Linked DNA regions of Mus musculus: all the other regions are linked to region 2. Evidence: chromatin contacts called from public Hi-C and targeted proximity ligation data. All regions are on one chromosome and are shown on one strand. The core of a region is the stretch at or near the end of the contact, and the rest is flanking DNA. Distances in the headings are between cores, read along the strand shown. Region 1 holds the start of Ovol1 (ovo like zinc finger 1). Region 2 holds the start of Neat1 (nuclear paraspeckle assembly transcript 1 (non-protein coding)). Region 3 has its middle 22 kb from the start of Snx32.

Region 1 (3,470 bases), core at 509-3,008, 280 kb after region 2:
AGGCCCTTGATCAAACTCAGTCTACTTCCTGCTCAGTGAGGAGGGGGCTAGTGTCTCTGCAGGGCTGCCCCAAGCTGTACTTTCTCCTCATCCACCCCAGGGAGTTCACAAAAATATGGGGAAATATATGGGGTCTCTACAAGTCCTCCCACGTTTGAAATGTCCTCTGCAAGTGACTGCCTCAGAGACCATATTAAGGACTTCCCTCTCAACTACTGTGCGTGTGTGTGTGTGTGTGTGTGTGTGTGCCAGCACGCACCAGTTCCATACTGTGCCATGGGTCAGAGAGCACCTGAGGGATCAGCTTTCTCCCTCCACTCTGTGGGTCCTGGGAGCTGGACACAGGTCTCCCCACTTACTGGCAAGTACCTTGTGACTCACATGGACAGCCTTTCTTTTAGTTCTTTTGTTTTGCTTGAGACAGGATTTCACTATGAAACATAGATTGGTTTCTAACTCAGTTTCCCTACCTCAGCTTCCCACAAGCTGGGATCACAAGCATGAACCGTATCCACCTGTGACTCCTGACTTTTGAACTGTGTGAATTAATTTATCAGACTAATTTCCTCACAGTCTGTTCCGGCAAACATTTAACACTATGTGAGACAGGTGTACTGAAGTCTGGAGTCTAAAAATGTTAGCAGCCTTTAACTGCAGGTTCCATCCCTGCCTTTAATAGGTCAGCCAGTAAAAGCAACCCAGCACGGCCAAAGTGTCATAGTGTGGCTCACACGAAGGCCACGGAACACTCTCAGTTCAATGGGGGTGGGGCATAGCTCCAACTAGGCCTGCTGAAGAGTACAGCAGGGTGGAGGGGGAGCTGCTTGCTGATCTCCCACCCAGGGAGGACACTGGTTGCAACAGGCAAGAGGACTGTGTCAGATCTCACTCAGCTGGAGTCATTATCCCAGAGCCTCTTCCAGGTTTTCAGAATCTGAAATCCGGCTGTTTATGACCAGGAGAGTTTGGGCGAATACACCCGCCCATATGCCAAGGTGCTGGCCTGGGTTAGGTTGGACTCAGGGCAGTTTAATCGCCCTCGAAACCAGAAGGCAGGCTCCAGCTTTGGATTCACAGGCGCATCCGAGCCTCCCGGTCCACGCGCACCTCTCGTCTCGCGTGCCTTTCCGCAGGAACCCGGTGCCCAGCAAATACCTCTCCGCTGAACCAAGAATTGCTCACCCTGGCCTTGGGGATCCCTGGCCGCTGGGTTCGGGCCCGGACCGCCGGTTCCCGCTCCGCGGCTTTGTGCCTCTCCCGGCGCCCCGGGCGCGCCAGGCTGGGCCCGGACCTGTTGGGCCAGTTTTATGTCATCGCCCACAGAGCGTGCGAGCGCCGGTGCAAATAACGTTGCCCTCCCCTCCCTTTCCGTGCCCGCTCCCTCCGAAACTCTAGTTTGCAAACGTGAGCACGCTGGGCAGGGGAGGTCCGGGGCGGGCCGGGTGCTTCTGGGTGTGGGGACCGGAGCACGCCCCCTAACCCTGCCCCCGTCGTGCCACCCCGCCCGGGCCGCGAGGCCACCTCACCCGCAGCGGAATGGAAACCGGTTCGACAGGTAACAAATAGGTGGGTTGTCACCGTTATTTCCCAACGCATGCGCCATCGCTCTCTCGGCCACTCCAAGCTAATTAGATCAGATCAACACCCCTACCCCACCCCCGCCCGAGCCACCAACACACACCGCCGCGAGCCAATAAAGCGTGAACCCGTCCGTCCAGCTCGCACTTGAAGACTTCGCGAGCAGCCGCGGGGACGCCAGTCGAGCTAAAGGACGCTGGCTTAGCGCTTCTGCGATCCCGGTGCACCTGGCTGCACCCTCTCTGTGGACACCGGCGACCTTCGGCGTAGTTGGAAACGCCACGCGTGGTCCCTGGTACACTCTGTCCTAAGAACGTGGACACGCCTCGGCGACTCTTTCCTTGAACTGTCCCTATTCCCGCGCCTCAACCCCGATCCGGTGGAAGAAAAGGTGGGACGACCACACGAACTCGACTTACCAGAGCGAACCGCGCCGGGCCAGGAGGAACTGAAGATGCCTCGCGCGTTCCTGGTGAAGAAGCCATGCGTCTCCACGTGCAAGAGGAACTGGAGCGAGCTCCCGGACGAAGAGCGCGGCGAGATCTACGTGCCAGGTGAGGCGCCTCGGGCTCCCGGCGCCGGGAGGGCGGGGCGCACGGACCAGCGGTCGGCGCCGGTCAGTCGAGCGTGGGGACGCAGATTCTCGTCGCGATTCGACCCCCGGCGCTGAAGGAGCGTGGGTGGGGGAAGGGGACTCCAAACCGAGGCTTTGCCGCTCTCAGGCCCGGGATCTCCTGCCCGCGCCGCGCTACAGGGGACGCAGTGGGGTGTGTCACCGCTCAGGCGACCTCCGGCTCTCGTGTCGTAAATCCAGAAAACCCGGGCTTTCATGAGGCAGGAGAGGAGCACTGGAGCGATGCCACTTTGGAGGGGAGGGCCAGGGAATGGAAAGGAGCAGAGCTGGAGTTTCCGCTGAAACTTGGGCTACATTGTAAGAGAAAACTTGGCCCCATAACTTTGGTGGTATTGAAATGAGGGTCCAGATTCAGGACCACCGAATTTCCCTGGACTCCTGCCTGACGGTCCAGGAGCTGCTGGGAAATAAACCCAATGTACCTTGCTTGCCTTTGAGACAGTCCCACCTCGGTTCAGCTCGTGGAGGACACTAAGCAAAAGATGGTTCTTAGAGCCGTAAGGTACTCCAGGAAGCCAGTGTACCTAGTTTATTTAGGGAGGACGCCTTGACAGCCTGCACGTCAACTTAGAATTGAGTTGCTAGAATTGTCTCTTCTTCCAGCTGCATCTTCCTCTGAGACCCTAGAAAACTTCTGCCCCCTCTCTCCCAATACAAAACTCCCCTCCCCTATCTTGGGGGGTGGGGCAGGAGCCTACTGCCCTGCGCCTCCAAGGGGGGAGGGGGAGGCGGTAATTAACCAACCGACTTTGACCCTTGATCTGCAGGTTCCCTGGCTCCACCCAGGCTTTTAAGAAAGCAGGGGAAATGAGGGTGGTGAGTGAGGGGCCCTGTGCGGGTTCTTGCCTCAATTTCCCTCTTGGAAAGCTGTCTTGGGCGTAATGGTGTTTTGTGTCAGACCGTCCAGGATCCGATGGCTGGTAGGATGTTTTATAAGTGAACCTTACTAAGGAGCTGTATGGCTACTCTGAAGGCTGCTTAAAGGAGGGAATGGGCCAGAAGGCCCTAGAATCTCCAATGTGGAGGAGCAGGAGGTAAAAGCCCTGAGGTGTGGGCTTGGGATTTTGTGATTTCTGCCTGGCTGTATGTTCTGGCCGGTGCGCCACCTCCAGAAGGGCTGCTGAGGGACACAGCCCGTTGGTTCCTCGCTCCGGCCTCCTCCCCATCCCGTGTTTGGCGTGCTGCTTAGGTGCTCCTTGGGATCTGATAACCTGAACTTGGACTGTGCTAAAGGTGAGCTTGTGTTAAGCCAGGCTCA
Region 2 (3,297 bases), core at 159-2,658:
GGCATAAGAACCGGTGAGCAAGCCAGCACTTGCCACATAATCACCCTCTGTGCTGGTCACATGAGAGAGAGAGTCACCAGTTTTCCGGGAACGGGAGGGTGCAGTCTAGGCCGGGCCTTGCTTGCAGATTCCATATGCTAGAGGCCGGAAAACAACCCCCTCCTTCCCTCCTCCGGGTTGCTAAGGGAGCCTGTTGTCACTGGGTGGTTTTGTTTGTAGAGTGGGTGTCGAGCCTGGGAGGAGACTTCCGGGCAGTTAATTCTGCCAGCTGCCTTTTTCATTCTGCGTGCTTGAACCAGCTTTTTTATTTTGGGGAGTATGGGGGGGGGGGGATGTGGAGGCAGGTGGCAGAAGAGCTGAGTAGATGCTTCATGGCGGGGTGGGGTGGGGGTGGGGGGTTGTCAGACTGTCCGAGCTCCTCACTGACATGGGCGGTGACAATTCCCCTTTTCAAAACCCTCACTAAGCCCTTGTTTGTGGACAACGTTTGCTTTTGGACCTGTGCTGGACCCCACCCCAAGTAGACAGCCAGCCTGGCTCCCCCAGTGGTCATTAAACCCACGCCTTGAACTCCACCATACACTGTCGCAGAGAAATGCAGCTTAAAAATATTTTTTCTCACTATACCACACCCAAAAGCAAAAATGTTTTCTAAAATCACTTAACTGTACTGGGCGCTCTTCAACCATAAACATTACATACACACATTCATTCTATATGCATGTGTACCATACAAAAGTCTTGCTTTATCATAGCTTGCAACCACCTTTCCCGCAATTTAATTAACCTTAGACGCAATTAAGCATTCCACCCAAGCTGCTGGGATAGTTCTTCCCCACCCCCACCCTGCTGCTGCCCGCACTGACGTCACCCTGCGAGCAGGCGGCGGCAACGCCCGAGAAGTCACGCGCCCGGTCCCGCCCCAACCCCCCCACCCCTACCGCCTGACGCGCCACCGCAGAGATCCCTCCGCCACCGAGTGGAATTTTCCAGGCTTTCTGCCGGCCCTACTTTCGGACCTCGTCGGGGCGTGGTGACCTGAGGCGACCCGTGTACTTTTCCTTCAGCGCTGACATTCGGTGTGACCCTCTTCCCCAACAGCTGACCCTACCCTTCAGCAGCAAAGGGGACTTACTTATCCCCGGTGGTGTTCACCGCCCAAATATCATCTTTGGATATGCCCTTCATCCTGTGACGCACCGCTAGGAGCAGAAAAGGATCATTGAGCAATCTGAGGGAGTGGCGGTTGACGGAGGCCATGACCCGCCCCTCGTGGGCTCCTTTGGCTCTGTGGCTAGGTCGGGGAGGAACTTTTTTTTAAGTGCCCGTGGAGGAATCGTTCCGTTTAGCAGTGTTTGGGTGACGCGACACAAGAGTATAAAAGCAAAAGTTGTAACCTCCACCTGTAGGAGTTAGTGACAAGGAGGGCTCGCTCTTGGGGCTAGTGGTGGGGAGGCAGTGGCCAGTTCAGGGCTCAGATGAGAGAGGTGGCAGAATTAGAGGCAGCCACTAGGATGGGGGTGCGAGGAGAAGCGGGGCTAAGTATAAAGGAGACTAGATTTTGGGACAGTGGACGTGTGGAAGGCAGCTTCCAAAGCGCCTTTAACAATCCACAAAGAACCAGCAGCTTTCAAGACCAGGCTATCCCTGCTGTCTGCTGGCACTTGACGTCCAGGAGGGCACAAGTTTCACAGGCCTACATGGGGGCAGTGTCCTAACTTGAGTGGCAGAGCAGCAGTTGATGGAGACGGGTGGACTGGGGGCCCTTGAAGGCCCCGGAAATCATAGAGGACAGGCAGTGGGGCAGGACTAGGTGCGTAGTGGAGGTCGCCTTTGATCTTGACAAAACCAGCAGACCCCTTTTTTTCCAGATAAGGGGTTGTGAACCCACCTGGGGATGAGGCCTGGTCTTATGGAAGGTGGACTTAGCTTCGCTGGGCGGACAGCTCTGGCCCAGGGTGGTATGTAATTTGGGTGTGGCCTGTCTGCACCCACTTCGGGGTGCGAGGGGAGGCCGGAGGAGGCTGCAGAGACAAGTTGTTTTTACTGTCAGGTCTGCCAGGCGGGGACCATGGAGATTGAAGGCGCAAGTCTTGGGGCCACATTAATCACAACTTTATTTTTCAGATAGCAGTGCCCTCTCTGGACTTTGCCTAGGTTCCGTGCTTCCTCTTCTGTGGTCTCACTCTTCCCTACTCTTGCCCCTCACTCTGAGGTTAAGGGGTCACTTAAAACCTTGCCCCTGGGTCGTCCGGTAAGCCTGTGGAGGATGTAGAGTCGGTGCTGGAGTCTTGGGCACGGCATTTTGGTAAAGGTGGAGGACACCCTGACTGGGCGGGGAGGGATGGTGTTGATTCACAGAGGGCGGGACGTGAGTGTGGACCCTGGGGTGGGCTCACAGCCATGTTTCCGGTCACCCAAATGCTTCATGGACGTGGTTTATCACTATAGTGTTCACCATGGCAAGCAGATGGCACCAGGAGATATGGAGCCCCTGCCAGTGTGAGTCGTAGCAGTGCAGGAGGGCTCACCCTGGAGGAGACAGCGGCCTCGGTTGACGCCTACACAGTGAATTCCAGAGGCTTAGGAAGCGCGTCCCTGCCCTGGGTCCAGGCCTTTCTCAGGAAGCCCTGTGCTCAGGAGGCCATCGTTGAAGTCAGCTTGTAGGGGGTGGGCAGGTGCTTCCAGCCGGAGGGGCCGTCGGCTGTGAATGTTCCAGATGAATGTCTTGTTCTGGGAGCATCATTCTTTGCGGATGCATGAATGGCAGCAGGCACCCTTTTTCATGGGGGTAGAGGCGTTCGACTGCTGCATCTTCTAAACAAGCCTCCATCCAGCCTTTGTAGTTCTGTGCTGCGAACTTGGCCTCGAGAAGATTGCGTAAGGTGTAGGACACTTTAACGTCTGCGCAGCGTGCTGCACTGTAGATCGGGACCCCAGTGACCTCGCCCACCTTCCCTGCTTCTGCAGCCTGCCTGCCTCTGCATTGGTCAGAGGGATTCTTAACTGAAAACTTGTGGGTGTTGGGGAAAGCTGTTGGGTTGTAAATGACTGGTGTGGAGGAATCTTCCTTAGATGGAGCTGGTTGTAAAATGGGTAGGGTTTGTGGTTTAACAGTGGGAAGGCGCAAGTTAGCCACAAATTCTGCCGACTTGGTAGATGCCGTATCTAATTTGGGCTTTGGGACGTCTTCTGGACTAAAAGGGATCCGTGGGCCCGAAGTGGTCCCTGGGAATGGTCTCTCCCAGGGTGTGGATTTGATACTGGGTGGTTGAGTGGCAACAGTGGTTCTGGCCC
Region 3 (3,575 bases), core at 265-2,764, 310 kb after region 2:
GGAGGTTAGAAGGGAGGAAGGAAGGATGCAAGAGAAAGGAAGAGAGGGGAAAGAAAGAGGAAGGGAGGAAGGAAGGGATGGAAGGAGGGAGGGGAAATGTAGGAATGGATACGCATGCATATGATCTCAGTGCTCGGGAGGCTGGGCCAGAAAAATCACCAAGATAGCAAGTCAGCCTGACTACATAGTGAATTTAAGGCCAACTTGAGTTACAGAGGAAGACTCTGTCTAAATACATAAATAACATTATATAAATATATATACTAATTATGGTGTACTTATTAAATAATACAAATAAATAAGTAGAAGGCTCCCGGGGAAAGGCCTTTGCTGCCTGATCACTGGAGTTCTGTCCTTGGGACTCACTGCCCCTGGCAATAGTCCTCTGGCCTCCACATCTGTGCTGTAGCACACTTGCCCACAGCTACACACCCACATCCTCACACACAGTTAATTGGTTTAGAAAACCAGAAGGAATGGGTGAGCCAGCCACCTGTTACTGTAAGGCAAGGACGGAGTACAAATAAAGTCCTGTTCTTGGTGCCACAGCCAAAGACAACATGGAATTGTATGTGTGCGTGGGCGTGTGTGTGTGTGTGTGTGTGTGTGTGTGTGTCTGTGTGAATGTGTGAGTATGTGTGAATGTGTGAGTATGTGTGAATGTGTGAGTGTATGTGTGAATGTGTGTGTGTGAGTTGTGTGTATGTGAATGTGTATGTGCAAATGTGTATGTGTGAATGTGTGTGTGTGTGTGTGTAGCGTAGAGTTCAACCTTCAACTCCAGCAGTCTCTATGGTTCAGACTGATGTCAAGCTGAACTTGAACCACTCCTCCATCCTGTGGCCCAAAAGATACCAAGCTAGAAGTCACTCCGCCCTGTCTTCTATGAACTGTAAATAACAGAGACGCTCACTGGAGTAATTAGAAGAAACTGCTGGCCAAGAGCTCTGAGAAGGGTTAGGTGTGGCTTGAAGCACTCTGTGTATTTTTGCTAAGCCAAACATGTAGCCAGTCAAAAATACGAGTTGTTTAACAAGCTTATAAACTTGGAGTGACTCTTCACATCTTATAGTGAGGTCTGGGGTTCAAGCATCTCAGCATCAAAGTGCCTACCGTGTGCCGCGCTCAGCCCTGACCACTGCCTCCAGCCTCAGCTTACTCTGCTGCCCAGTTAGCTGACTGGCCCAGACAATCGAACCTCCGATGTTTGTGAAGGAGAAAATGACACTGGACAAGGAGTTGTCTGCTGGTGCCTTAGCCCTCCCTTCCCCCTCCTTCACCTGCCCAAGAGGCTCTCACATGCCCACCCACTACCCTCTCACTTGAGAAGAGCGTGTCTAGTAGGCTCATCGGCTCCCCCAGGCTCTCCGATCCTGACAGGGAGCTCTAGTATAAGCCACCTTGATGTTCATTCCCAGTGTTTCCTGTTGGCACTATTTCTAAGTGGTAAGAGCTGCATCGAGGTGTGTAGCATCCTGCTGACAGGGTAAGTCTAAGGCAGGAAACACCCCATAGCAACTGCTCCACACGTGACCTGAGTTTGTCACAGACTCTGGGGCTGCTCTTGAGGCTGCAGTGGGTGAGGCAACTCGTCTGTGGCTTCCCTGGCCACCGTTGGATTTCCTGATCCTTGCATTTCCCCCCAGACCTAAAATCTGGGTCTGCTTCTCTGCCTCCCCCAACTTCTGATCCACGCTAACCTGGAAGCTGAGACAGAGCGATCCTCCGGCTGAACACTTCGTTCACCTTTTCCAGAGCCCTGGGACAGTGTTGCTACTGTTCAGAGCTCTGGGTGACCTTGCTGTCCCACACCATACAGCTATCTACTAATTAAACAGTCAGGCAACATTATAATTAGGTCAGCTACAGGTACTGATTTGAGACTTTGGCTCCATTCCTTCCTCTCCAGGATTTGAGCACTGACAGGGAATGTCTCAATCGTCCAACAGTCCAATTTCTCAAACCCCAAGTGGATTCTTTACCCTGTCTAAACCCACCCTGATAGTCCAAGACTTGTGGCATCTGCCCCAATAATGGTTCAAGGAGAGACATGGATTCCTGCATGTTTTCCTCTGCCCAACACACACACACACACACACACACACACACACACACACACACACACACACACAATTAATTATTTGATAAAGAGAAGTTCTAGGGCTGGTGAGATGGCTCAGCGGGTAAGAGCACTGACTGCTTTTCCGAAGGTCATGAGTTCAAATCCCAGCAACCACATGGTGGCTCACAACCATCTGTAATGAGATCTGACGTCCTCTTCTGGTGTGTCTGAAGACAGCTACAGTGTACTTATGTATAATAAATAAATAAATCTAAAAAAAAAAGAGAAGTTCTAATCTCATGTGTACTGGATTTTGGAAAGCCATCAGAACATGCTAAGAATTCTTGACACAAAAGTTCCTCACCCCACCCCTGGTCCAGTTGAATCACATTGGTCTCTTCTGCAAGATGGCATGACTCCATGAGCCAGGCAACTAGAACCTGTGTCCCCTCCTCCCAACAACAGCCCCTCCAGGAGAGAGTGCCAACTCAACCCCTACCTTTGATTCAGAGGAAGGCCTCAGGAACGGGTGCTCTGTGATGTAAGAGCCCAGGTGCCAGTGTGGAAGGCTGTCAGGAGAACGCCTGTCGAGCAGGTCTGGTCTGGAAGTCTTAGGAACTAAAGGACAGAAAAGAAACGATTGAAATCCAGACTAGTGCACCTACTGCCTTCCTTCCGACTCATCCTCATAGCATAAGTTTTTTGAATGTGTGACACTCACACATAGCCTTCTCCCATTCTTTCCCAGTCAGAGGAGAGCACCAGGCTCTGACTTGTTCCATCTTAGGACAGATGGATTAATGGGTGGATTGTTCTGTTTGTAGACATCGAATACACGTAAAACCACTACAGGTGCTGTCTCTCAGCGTGTTGGGATCCACAGTCCACACTGGCTTCTGGCATCTGCCCTTATTTTGGGGAGGGACTGCTTGGTTATTTTTTCAAAATAGAATCGCATGTAACCCAGGCTGATCTCAAACTCCCTATATAGCCAAGGATGGCCTTGAACTCCTAATCTAATTGTCTCCACCTCTCTGGAGCTGAGACTATACACATACGATTTACTCTTAACCCCAAAAGGCCCAGCTCCAACTAGATTAGGAGAGCCTTGATTTTGGCTCAAGACTTGCCATTGGTAACATGTGCTAAGGCTTCCTTTATCCTCTCCCTCTCACCCAGTGCTGCCACGAGAGCCCTGGACACGAGCAAGCCCAGCATGGGCGACAGTAAAGTTGATTTCTGTAACAGTGTTCTCCCAAGCCCGCTTGCCTCAGCAGGACTCTCTCCAGACGGTCCCCACCACACACAGCTCCCTCTCCTCTCATTCTCACCTTTGATTTGTCTTTTATTGCCAAATAAAAAGCTTGCTACCTCAACAACAAAAAGGAAGACGGATTTCTACCCTGATACATCAAAAATCCTTTAAGGTTTCATAAACACAAGTAATTATTACAAAGGACTGGGGCCATAAGGAAAGAAATGGGATCCAGCTAGCGTGGAGCACTCTGGGGAC

Evidence for each region. A called contact is a pair of places that touch in the nucleus more often than the background predicts.
Region 1: a Hi-C map of nephron progenitors shows a contact between it and region 2, with 2.9 times the contacts expected there. A contact is called at or near these places in 1 of 39 promoter capture datasets (the SN4741 cell line), 1 of 484 Hi-C or Micro-C datasets (nephron progenitors), 5 of 130 datasets of targeted methods (bone marrow-derived dendritic cells, effector CD8 T cells, embryonic stem cells and 2 more) and 1 of 9 other capture datasets (adipose tissue).
Region 3: a contact with region 2 is called in a targeted proximity ligation map of effector CD8 T cells, with 10 read pairs. A contact is called at or near these places in 1 of 39 promoter capture datasets (pre-B cells), 5 of 484 Hi-C or Micro-C datasets (CD8 T cells, Th1 cells, cerebellum and 2 more), 4 of 130 datasets of targeted methods (effector CD8 T cells, large pre-B cells and microglia) and 1 of 9 other capture datasets (embryonic stem cells).

What each region holds. Positions count from the first base shown.
Region 1 is chr19:5,558,863-5,562,332 of GRCm38.p6, reverse strand. Ovol1 (ovo like zinc finger 1) reads left to right here and starts at 1,758. Exons shown (of 4, transcript NM_019935.3): 1 at 1,758-2,132. The coding sequence starts at 2,033. It also overlaps a transcript of Ap5b1 not described here.
Region 2 is chr19:5,843,589-5,846,885 of GRCm38.p6, reverse strand. Neat1 (nuclear paraspeckle assembly transcript 1 (non-protein coding)) reads left to right here and starts at 1,408. Exons shown (of 1, transcript NR_131212.1): 1 at 1,408-3,297.
Region 3 is chr19:5,530,645-5,534,219 of GRCm38.p6, reverse strand. It overlaps the pseudogene Gm31166. Among named protein-coding and RNA genes, the nearest start is that of Snx32, 22 kb to the right of the region's middle.